2 separate regions of the Sus scrofa genome follow, and region 2 is linked to region 1. Evidence: chromatin contacts called from public HiChIP or PLAC-seq data. All regions are on one chromosome and are shown on one strand. Each heading gives the region's core, a stretch centred on a gene start, on an enhancer-like site or on the middle of the called end of the contact. The rest is flanking DNA. Distances are from core to core; before and after follow the strand shown. Region 1 overlaps TULP4 (tubby-related protein 4). Region 2 overlaps TULP4 (tubby-related protein 4).

What was found. HiChIP or PLAC-seq counts read pairs in DNA pulled down with a chosen protein or histone mark.
Region 2: an H3K27ac HiChIP or PLAC-seq map of skeletal muscle shows a contact between it and region 1. The contact joins two enhancer-like sites. A contact is called at or near these places in 1 of 47 Hi-C or Micro-C datasets (skeletal muscle) and 1 of 2 datasets of contacts at active chromatin or transcription factors (skeletal muscle).

The regions. Positions count from the first base shown.
Region 1 is chr1:8,645,739-8,651,407 of Sscrofa11.1, reverse strand. It overlaps TULP4 (tubby-related protein 4), which reads left to right. Exons shown (of 17, transcript XM_021086385.1): 17 at 1-597. Among named protein-coding and RNA genes, the nearest start is that of TMEM181, 6.2 kb to the right of the region's middle. Within about 2 kb of position 2,732, at least 2 of the 83 cell types and tissues checked have an H3K27ac peak or open chromatin away from gene starts, as enhancers often do. A contact at or near this core is called in skeletal muscle, where this site is marked.
Region 2 is chr1:8,847,949-8,853,617 of Sscrofa11.1, reverse strand. All of the region lies in intron 1 of TULP4 (tubby-related protein 4), which reads left to right. Among named protein-coding and RNA genes, the nearest start is that of TULP4, 41 kb to the left of the region's middle. Within about 2 kb of position 3,052, at least 10 of the 83 cell types and tissues checked have an H3K27ac peak or open chromatin away from gene starts, as enhancers often do. A contact at or near this core is called in skeletal muscle, where this site is marked.

The DNA of each region.
Region 1 (5,669 bases), core at 1,483-3,982:
TTTCTTTGGGGTTGTAGAAAAGCATGGGTTATGCGTTTGACTGAAAAAGGCACTGTGTTATTTACTAAAGGGGTATTGTTTTTGCATTTGTTTACAAATGCATTATTTTGGTACTGTAAATATGGACATAATTTCTGAGTTTATTACTCCTGGCATTTTTTCCCCTCTTTTCCTAACTAAGTGCGTGGTACACAAGTCCCAGGCCAAGCCAGACCACCAGCGTGTTCTTGTCCCTGCCTCAAGGGCAGGTAGCGCTCTGCTTCGTGTGTCCAAATCCCTCTCACGTGGATTTGTTTGTCTTTTAACTCAACATCCTGCTTTGTTTTACTTTCCAAGCAAAATCTGTTGAGATTCCTGATTTGCATATTCTAACGAGTTCACCCTTATTTGCTTCTCGTCTGTGTAGCTTGTGTATTAGAATGTGCAGGAGGTATTCTAGAAGGCTTAATGGTTTGCATTCAAAATGACGTTGTTTGTCCAAATTTTTTTCTGTCCTTATAATTGAGATGGATTAATCTTATCTTTTCTTGATGATTTGAAGTTGTAAGAGTTGTCCAGCTGTTGCTTAATAAAATTTTGCAGATTAGAAAAAAAAAATCAATCACTTGTGTGCAGAATTCAGATATGGTCCCGAGTCTTTGTGTGCAGAATTCAGATGTGGTCCTGAGTCCTTTGAGAAGAAATTGCCTCTCCTTTGGCCCAACCCACCCTCTAGTGGTTCTCCGATCCCTGGGTTTTGCCACCTGTTGCTCTTCATCTGGGGTCTTTATCATCAGTGCTCCTTCTGAGAGGTCAGATGTTGTGCTGATTTCTTATCTGTTGCTTTGAGTTTGTATGTGTTTGTTTTTTCCTAAGAGGACCTGATTCACGATGCTTCTGTCATAGCACCTACAAGATCTAAGGTGCTAAATGCCTTAATGCTATTCTTTGTTACCTTGTAGCAGACTTAATAAAACCACCGTTTGAGCAGTTGCACTGCACGTGCTAATATAGCTGTTAATAGTTAGTGTGTTACTAAGGAGTCTGCATGCACCTTCTTGCTCTGCCCTAGAATTCCCTCTGACCGTGAGAGGGAGGCAGGGGCTAGGACTCATCTGTGAACACTGGTTCCTGTGCACATTTACCAAACTACCTGTTTGGTTTCTTTTTTGGGGCGGGGGGGTTATGTGACATTTTTTAAATTTTTTATTGTATATAATGATTTTTATTTTTTTCCATTATAGCTGGTTTACAGTGTTCTGTCAGTTTTCCACTGTGCAGCATGGCGACCCAGTTACACTTACGTGTACACATTGGTTTCTTCAGAGATAAAGAAAATAGACGTGTCACTCAGGCTTTAGGAGACAGAGAACCAAAACACACTGTCAACTCTAACAAATGCTAATCATTAGTTAAGTTTTAGAAAAGTCATAGGACTATAAATCTGTGATTTAAATAGCAATAGTCATACAAACCTAACTGATCTGAATTTTGTATGAGTCAAAAAAGATCTCATTTTACTATGAAAGTTTGTGAATTTCAAGTTAATATTCCTTATATTTTCATCACTTAAACCAGGTAGTAAGGAGACCTGATCAAAAATAAGCCCCTTCCTTCCTCACCGCCCCCCCCCCGCAAAAAATCAAGGGACCTGTCTGTGCTGAGGGCCGAGATAGAAGTGGGCTCGCCGTCTCCGCCAGCCCAGCCCCACGGTCAGCCTCGGGGCCATTCAGTGTGAGATGGTGTCTTCAGAAGCAATTTGTTTTGAAAGTATGAAAACTTGGCAAATTCCTTTCCTTCTGCAGACTTATTTGAAGGGGATGCATTCTGCTTTTATTCTGGTGTTCAGTGTTCTCTTCCTGGTAGTGTTAAGAGAATAGGAAATCAATTTAGCTCTCATTCCCTGGCCCCCAAAGCTCACCACAGAAGAGAAAGGGCTGCCTCACGGGGTTTGCATCGCGTGTTTGGAGAATGCACGGCCAACTCTCCAGACTCCGTTATAAAGAGGATACCTTTTGCCTGCCTTCCCTTTCAGAAGAAAATTGAAGCTTCGAGAGGTTGAAATAATCCCCAGATTCCAGAGACAAAAAACCAATCCTGAAATAGAATCGAAGATTTCTGGGTCACCTTAATGACTAGACCTAGTTTATTCCCAGCTTCTCACTCGGGTGTTTCATAATGATTTGCCTGTAATGAGCTCTGAGCTACTTAGTCATCGCCCGTGAAGAGGGGCAGTGTAGGTGGGCATCCCCCACCCCCACCCGTGCCCGTCAGCAGGTGCAGTCATCCTCTCGATGGCAAGGGTGCCTCCCTGTTCCTGGGTTGTCAGAAGACTGAGCAGTTACTCACCCAGGCATCGCAGGGAGCAGTCTGTGTGAATGTGCTTCCCTGCACGTTTTATAAATAGACTGGGTCACTTCGTTGTACAGCAGAAATGATCACAACCTTGTGAATGAACTGTGCTGAAAAGAAGCTGCTTCATCTGCTGAAGAAAGTGAAACCGTGCGCATGGAGAACACACTCACTTCGTACGTCTGCCTAGGGTTCCTGTTAGAGTAGCAGCTTCAAGAAATAGAAGGTCCGCCAGCATAGAAGCAGGACCCCGCGGGAAGCTGAGACAGGCGTGGAAGCAGTCATTCCTCATCTCTCTTCCTGGGTCCCTGCCTTTGCCACCATGTCCCTCCACGGGGGGCGGGCTCTCCACGCTCTGGCTGATGTCAGAGCCGTTCCTGATGCTTCGCCAGTGGGAGCTTTCAGTGTACTTGAAGACTTGTTCCTTGCGACCTTGTTGAGTCAGACTCCATGGGAAATTACAAAACTGTAGCAGAGAGTGTATCGAGTTTGTCTTACGGAGAAAGAAACCCGAGGAATTTCTGGAACCTAGCCACGTTCAGGACAGCGGGCACAGGCTTTGCCATGTGACGTGTCTATTCCTTCCCTCAGGGTGGTAGTCAGAAGTTCCGAGAGCCTGTGTGTCCTGCAGTTCTTGCTCTGCCCCAGGCGCTCTCTGAGCACAGTGGTTGTGCAGCACGTTCACCGCAGATGCAGCAGTAGCTCCCACCTCCCCTCCCCCCGCAAACACGGGCAGAGCTTGGATGCTGAAGGCTGGCCGCACGGCAGTGTCTAGAATGCACCTCAGGTCGCCGTCTCTTCGTCAAGGCCGTTGTCTTAGTCGTTTCCACCACCCCAGCTACAGGTGCAGAGGGAACCTGGTGCCCACTTTTTGTGGCTGCTTCGAAGCAGAGGAAGGGCCAGTCCTGGCCCCATTCCCCACCATGCACAGGGGACCAAGGGTCACCAGTCTCCGTTTCCTTTGGCCTCCGGCTCATTCAGGCACTGTTGTGGCTTCTCCTTTCACGCGAGTTAACCCCCCAGGTTGTCACCCTGAAGGCCTTCCGTGACCAGCCTGTCAAACTCTTGCACTTGATCCAGTGGTGGGAAACTCTTGCACTTGAGCCAGTGGTGGGAAACTCTTGCACTTGAGCCAGTGGTGGGAAACTCTTGCACTTAATCCAGTGGTGGGAAACTCTTGCACTTGAGCCAGTGGTGGGAAACTCTTGCACTTGATCCAGTGGTGGGAAACTCTTGCACTTGATCCAGTGGTGGGTGCTCTCCCTGATGTTAAGAGGAGAAGCCCTTTAATCCTGAGTCCTGCGCTTCCCACGTCTGGTATCAGGGACCCGGGCTTTCCAGTGAGACGTCTTCTTTCCCTCCCTGGAAGGAGGCCAAGCGGCCCGGACACCCCAGTGCTGGAGCCACGGGCCTGTGGGGGCCCCTCTGAGAAGGAGGATTGTCCCTGCGGAATTCCTTTCTTTCTTGGCAGGAGCACTGAGTCCCGGTCACACGTTCCTCAGGTCCCTGCACTGGACCAGGAGGCTCTGAAGCCCTCAGGTAGGGTTTCTTAGCCCTGAAGTTTGACTCTTAAGTCACAAAAGAAAAACACCTCTCTGACGGAAAGGGATTGTCTCCACTCAGCCCATTAGAATAACCAGCGTCCAGCCGTGTGCAAGAAAGTTCCATCAACACCACAAGATTCGTTTGAGGACGCTGGACCCCACGCCCGTGCGGAAGGCAAGATGCAGTCCAAGCTGCGGAGCGCTGGGCTTCCAGAACTCTGGGGGTCTTGGCCTCCTCAGCCAGCGGAGTGGCCTCCCCTCCCCCTGGCCTCCGTTTCCGTCTCTTCCCACTCTCCGCTCTGCGAGGGCCTTGGGCCGAGCCGCCGAGCATCCCTCCTTTCCAGCAGCTGCACCTCTGGGCGGGCGCTGAGCCCTGGGAGGCTGAGCCTCACGACAGGCTTGTGAGGGCATCGGCCCGTTTCCCCATCAGTGTCCCCAGGAACCTCTCAGACTAGATCCCTCCAGCTCCTGAGAATGTCACATCCCCCAAACCCACTCGGTTTCTTGCAGGTAACTCCCTGGGTGGATTCCGCCGCCCGTGGCTAGAAGCAGTGACAGTAAAACGCCTCATTCTGTTGGGGTCCGTGTGGCCGCCCTGCCCTCTAAGGCCTGTGAGAGGCACAGGGTGCCCCAGGCAACCTCTTACTGTGTGTTTCATGATGTTAGTCTCTCCAGGTAAGTGTTATTTATCCATGTGGAATAAAGAACCGGACCTGTATCAGAAAACAGCGTCTCAGGAGTTCCCATTGTGGCTTGATGGAAATGAATCTGACCAGGAACCATGAGGGTGTGGCTTGGATCCCTGGCCTCGCTCAGTGGGTTAAGGATCCGGTGTTACTGTGAGCTGTGGTATAGGTGGCAGACGCAGCTCGGATCCCACGTTGCTGTGGCTGTGGTGTAGACTGGCAACAATAGCTCCCATTAGACCCCTAGCCCAGGAACCTTCACATGCCATGGGTGCGGCCCTAAAAAGCAAAAAAAAAAAAAAAAAAAAGAAAAGAAAAGAAAACATGATAATGTTTTAAAACCAGCCAGATACAAGTGTATCTGTACCAAGAGACTTTTCTTTGGTGCCTGGTCCTTTCCCTTAATCCTCAGAATACTGTAGAGACACAGCTGAAGGTAGCGTCCATAGCTGAGGTCTCCTCTCTGACCAGCACAGCTCCAGGCTGTTCGGCTGTGTTACAAGGTCAAGGTGCCACCAACAACGCAACCCCAGAAAAACAGCGAGTTCTGCAAACCACGGTGGAAGAGTATGTTGTTGCGACGTCATAACTTCCTCTTCACAAGCCCTCCATGGGAGGTTTGGTCCCAGTTAAGACACAGGGACATCAGGAGAAATTGCTGAGTGACGGCTCCAGGCCGGGTGGTGTGGAGGGAGCCGGGAGCAGATCTCAGAGCAGCCAGGCCAGCGCTCCTCTTTGGACACGGCTCCCGTGAGCTTCATGAGGGACAGAGGACAGGCACCGTCTCCCCAGCGAGCAGAAAGCTGCCCTTCTGGGGAAGTGAGGCCCAGGCCAGAGCCCAGGGGCGCCGAGAGCTGTCCCGGACACCGGGCTTCCCTTCCTCTCTCATTTATGGTCGGCTTCCCGTGAGGAACATGATGCTTCAGAGACCTGGGTTCATCTGGTCCAGGGCCCTGACTGGGACATCTCTGCGGGTCAGCTGACTTGTCGTCGGAGAGCTTGAGCTCCCACAGGAAAGCCTGCGTGGGTGTGGGGGAAGGAGAGGGGGCAAGGGGTCAACGGGAAGAGCTAGAAAGGACAGTATCCCCGGAATTTTCCAAACCAGCCG
Region 2 (5,669 bases), core at 1,803-4,302, 200 kb before region 1:
GCCCCGTGAAAGGGTTAGTGGAGAGGCCTGACTTCGCGGGACTGGCCTGAGCGGCCGTGATGAGGCGGGACCTCTGTTTGTTAGAATGAGGTGGGCGGCGGCCTTCCCCACAACCCCGCCCAGAGACTCAGCGCGTGGCCGGTGGGTTAGTGGAGAGGTCTGTCGTCGGGCCCCCGGAGGCGGGGCTGGCCTGGGCCACGCTGGCGGGAACAGCTCTTCCTCTCTGCTGCCTTTCTGACTGTCGGGGAGCTCAGGGTGAGCCGTGTAGGTCTCGTTTCTTACGTCCGCAGGCTTGGTGACGCTGACTTTTGGCGGCCGGGAGGGGAACTTTTGGTTTTTGTGTGGAAGCTGCTGCCATGCCTTTCGGTCTCAGCCCTCGTACCGGGACCCTGCGGGCTGAGTCTCCGCTGTGGGGAGCTCGCCACGTCAGGGCAGGGACGCAGGTGCTCTGAAACCACTCCCTCCTCCTCCTTCCTCAGCAGGCCTGGGTGGGTGGGTACCAGAACCAGCCCTGATTTTCTTTTCTGTCAGCAGCAAGAGCCTGTGTGGGCTTTCCAGGCCATCTCAAGCTTGGCTTGAGGCAGCTCTGCGTCCTTCAGTCAGAGCCCATCCTTCCAGCCCCCGTCGCCTGATTCCTGCAAGTCTCTCCCCGTCCTTTGCGACGGGGCTCCGGTTTTGTGTTGGGCCTTCTCAGCAAGAGGCAGAGGCAGCTGTGGGCTCCTTCCCTCGCCCGCTAAATTCATCATCACGGGTGTGGAGTGACCGATCTTTAGCGGATCCTAACTCTGTCGATGGGCTTTGGGTGGCGTGCACCGTGTTGGTATTAGATGCAGTACGGGGAGGGGTGGAGTCTGTCTGCCCAGCTCCTTTGGACTCTTCAAGGTGTCCGGTCTTGGTGGATGGTATGGTGAATGTAGTGACAATATAGCTTCATAAAGAAAGAGCCAAGTCCAGGCTCTGATTGTTCCCTTCAGTTGTTAGGTTTTTTTGTTTGTTTTTTCTTTTTCTTCTTTGGCCACCCTGCTGCACATGGAGTTCCCAGGTGAGGGATCAGATACAAGCCACAGTCAAGACTTAGGCTGTGGCTGTGGCAACGCCTGATCCTTAACCCACCACCAGGCCAGGATCAAACCTGCGTCCCCGCGCTTCCAAGATGCCACTGATCCATTGTGCCACAATGGGAGCTCCTCAGTTGTTGTTTTGATGTTGAACATTTTGGAGTGTTTTGGCGGGGTGTGTGTATGTGAGAGAGAGAGAGATTGTGATGTAGAATGCAGTGTTGGTTTTTTTTTTTTTTTTGTCTTTTGTCTTTTTAGGGCCACGCCCGCAGAATATGGAGGTTCCCAGGCTCGGGATCTAATTGGAGCTACAGCTGCCGGCCTACCAGAGCCACAGCAACGCCAGATCTGAGCTGCGTCTGCGACCTACGCCACAGCTCACGGCAACGCTAGATCCCTAACTCACTGAGCGAGGCCAGGGATCGAACCCGCAGTCTCATGGATCCTAGTCAGATTCGTTTCCGCGCACCGCAATGGGAACTCCTGAGCAAATACTTCTTGAGGGCCTGCTCTTCAGGGCCCTGTTAGGGACGCAGACCCAAGGCACAGTCTCTGTATTGGGGGGCGCGGTGAGGTTGGCCTCCTTTACACAGACTTCCTGTACACCACAGGGTGGTGGTCGGAAGACTGGGCACGGTTTTTAATGATGTAGAATAATTAATACTTGTTTAGAATATAAGTCTTGTATGTATTTTCTGCCATCTAGTTGAAACTTAAAAGATACTGTTAAATTTACACATAAACTACATTAGTATTTTTCCATGACTTAGCTCAGGTATGATGGAAAGATGTGTTCTTTGCCTTTCTGTTGTAATCTAAATGTCATGGGAAGATAAATATATAGAGTTTGGTACCATATGTTTAGAAAATACTTCCCGGCCCAAGTATATGCTGTTCTTTATGTATCTGTGAGGGAAGTCTTTAATACATGGCTTCAACTACGCAAAGATGGATTTTAAATGACTTAGTGGTTAACTTCAGATCATTATGTCGAAAAAGAAGAGAAAGGAAGACTGTCCCTCTCCCAGCCCAGTGACCGGACACTCGCATAGCTGGGACGGCCTCCTTGGCCTGGCTCCTTCCCCTGGGCCTCCCGTGGTTGGGGCTCCCTGAGTTCTGAGACACACAGCGAGCGGACCTCCTCATTCTCTTCCGGGAAGCTCTCAGATGCAGCAGGCAGCTGTGAACTGGGCTTGGAATTTAGCATGCGAACCTCTTAGAAAGTCATTCCGCTGAACACAGGGCTGTTATTTCAGAACAGTGTCGTGAATTAGGTGGTGCTTCGTTATGGCCAGGCTGAGTGAGGCATGAACCGTACGGGTGGACAGGAAATGCATCACAGTAGGTGCAGAGCTTTGGCTTTCTCAGTAACTGGGGCTGGAAACTGACAATCCGGCAAGTGAGAAAATGGCATATTTTAAAAATATATTCTCTTCATTTCCTTTTATTGAGCAACTTGAATGTTTGTTGTTGCGAGGTAGGCCTTGGTGTGAATTTTAATTAGAACTGCGGTACAACATTAATCTTGTGTTAGCAAGCCCAAGGTAAAATGCATGCATTTTAAAAAGGAACATATATTATAAAATGAAGAATTGAAGCCATGCCAGTACTTGAACTATGCTTTTATGTCATTGTATCTTTTTTTTGGTATTACTTTTTTATTTTTAATACTTTCTACTAGTCATTTATTACCTTATCCTCCCAGCTTATTTAAAATCACCTTTGTTCATTTTTCTTCACCAGGAACCCATTTTCTTAGCTTTTTGGAATAAGTGGCTATTTGAATGTAGACTTTATTTTTATTGTGAAGGTTAGTTTCTTAGTGAAGTTCTTCAGTGAAATTAAAAACTGCTTCACACCAAAGGAGAAAACTCTGGTCAGGAGAGGCCCTGCAGGATTTGCTTTCCTGCTTAAATGCTTGCCTCAGTGTCTCTATAGCTACGAAGACTGTTGGCACAGTCCCTGCTGGCTGCGGGGACAGGGCTGAAAGCCCAGCTGTCCTTAGGAAGGTGGCCATAGTTGGATTAATTGAAGACACGGTTTGGTGTTTGAGGCCCTGAGCTATCATTGGGTTTGCAGGAGACAGTCTTACATTCTAATGGTGCTGGAAAGGTGCCTTCTTAGCATGCAGTACACGTTAACCCTTTAGGTTGGGAGAGGGAAACGCTGTCATTTGTCATCTAAATCAGAAAGTCAAGAGTGTGTTTTACTCACAGTTTGTCCACTGCTTAGCACCGAGGCTGGGATGTAAGGCACTCAAGTGGTCGACTGGAAAAAAATGCACAACCTAAAAGTAGAGAATTGTGTTTTATTTGGCTGATTTTCTGGGGTCCCTTAAGCTGGGAAGACAGCCTCTCAGATGGCTCTGAGGGACTCTTCCGAAGAATAAGGGAGGAGCCAGAATGTTCAGGGGTTTGTGCAACAAAAACCTGGTAGTTGGAACATCAAAAGATTACTGTTAATTAAAACCAGACATCTCAAGTTAATGAATTCAGAGCTTTTCTGTATATGGGAAGATGCAAGAGTCTGGGCTCACTGAAATAATTTCTTAAAAAGATTTTTTTATTATAATAAAAATATTTTTTAAAAAAGAATTTTTTAAAAGACTCTTGCATCTTCCCATATACAGAAAAACTCTAAACTCATTAACACGTCTTTTCAAAACAAATTTTTTTTGAATTGTTTTGGGCTGCGCCTAAGGGATATGGAAGTTCCCAGGCTAAGGGTTGAATTGGAGCCGTAGCTGCTGGCCACAGCCACAACCTTGTGAGATCCGAGCTGCGTCCGCGACCTACACCACAGCTCATGACAATGACGGATCCACTGAGCAAGGCCAGGGATCGAACCTGTGTCCTCATAGATACTAGTCAGATTTGTTTCCACTGAGCCATGAAGAGAACTCCATTCAAAACAATTTTTTTTTCTGCGTTACTTTTTTAAATTTTTAAATTTTTTTTATTATAGTTGTTTTATAATTGTTCTGTTAATTTCTGCTGTACAGCAAAGTGACCCAGTTATACACATATATACATTTTTTTCACGTTATCTTCCATCATGTTCCATCACAAGTGATTAGATGTAGTTCCCTGTGCTGTTCAGCAGAATCTCATTGCTTATCCACTCCAAATGCTTGCATCTACTAACCCCAAATTCCCAGTCCATCCCACTCCCTCCCCTTCCCAGTTGGCAGTCACAACCTCTTGGAAACACAAGTCCATATATTTTTTTTTTTTTTTTTGTCTTTTTGCCTTTTCTAGGGCCACTCCTGCAGCATATGGAGGTTCTCAGGCTCAGGGGCTAATCGGAGCTGTAGCCACCAGCCTATGCCAGAGCCACAGCAACTTGAGATCTAAGCCGCGTCTGCAACGTACACCACGGCTGACGGCAACGCCAAATCCTTAACCCACTGAGCAAGGCCAGGGATCAAACCCACAACCTCATGGTTCCTAGTCGGATTCGTTAACCATTGAGCCACGACGGGAACTCCCAAGTCCATATGTTTTAATACAGACCTGAAACAAGTCTGCGTTTCATACAGACTTGAAACAACACAAGTCTGTTTTCCAAGTCCACGAGTTTGTTTCTTTTCTGTAGATAGATTTGTTTGTGCTGTATTTTAGATTCTAGATATAAGCGATATCATCATATTTCACTTAGTGTGAGAGTCTCTAGTTCTACCCATGTTGCTGCAAATGGCGTTATTGTTCTTTTTTATGCCTGAGTAGTATTCCATTGTGTATATGTACGACATCTTCTTAATTCGTTCATCTGTCATTGGACATTTAGGTTGTTTCTATGTTTTGGCTATTGTGAACAGTAGTGCAGTGAAAATAGGGGTGTGTGTATCTTTTTCAATGAAAGTTTGTCTGGATATATGCCCAAGAGTGTGATTGCTGGATCATATGGTAATTCTGTATTTAGTTTTCTGAGGTACCTCCATACTGTTCTCCACAGTGGTTGTACCAATTTACATTCCACCAACAGTGAAGGAGGGTTTCTTTTTCTCCACACCCTCTCCAGCATTTGTTATTTGTAGACTTACTAATGATGGCCATTCTGACTGGTTTGAAGTGGTACCTCAGTGTAGTTTTGATAAATCAAATCTTCATTGAGGTACCATCTCTCTCTCTCTTTTGTTTTTTTTTAGCTGTGCCCTCAGCATACAGAAGTTCCTAGGCCAGGAGTTGAACTTGAGCCATAGCAGTGACATTGCTGAGTCCTTAACCGCCACTAGAATCCTGAAGTCATTTTTTTTTTTTTTTTTTTTGGATATGCACCTTAGCTATCAGGGCCAGTATCCATCCTGAGTTCCCTCAGGGCTTATTTGCAGCGGTGGCGGGGTGGCTGCTGGTTGTGTGTAGTAGCTGCTGGCCTGAGCCCCATGATATCCTTTGTTTGCTGATATGACAGGCGATATGACAAGTATTTGTTTAGTTAACTGAGAGAGGGACAGATGTATGAATAAAAAAATGAATTTAGTTGATTTTTATTTTAAAAATATTTTATTTAAAAAGAAATGGCAGAGGAGTTCCCGTCGAATGCAGTGGTTAACTAATCCAACTAAGTAAGAACCATGAGGTTGTGGGTTCGATCCCTGGCCCCACTCAGTGG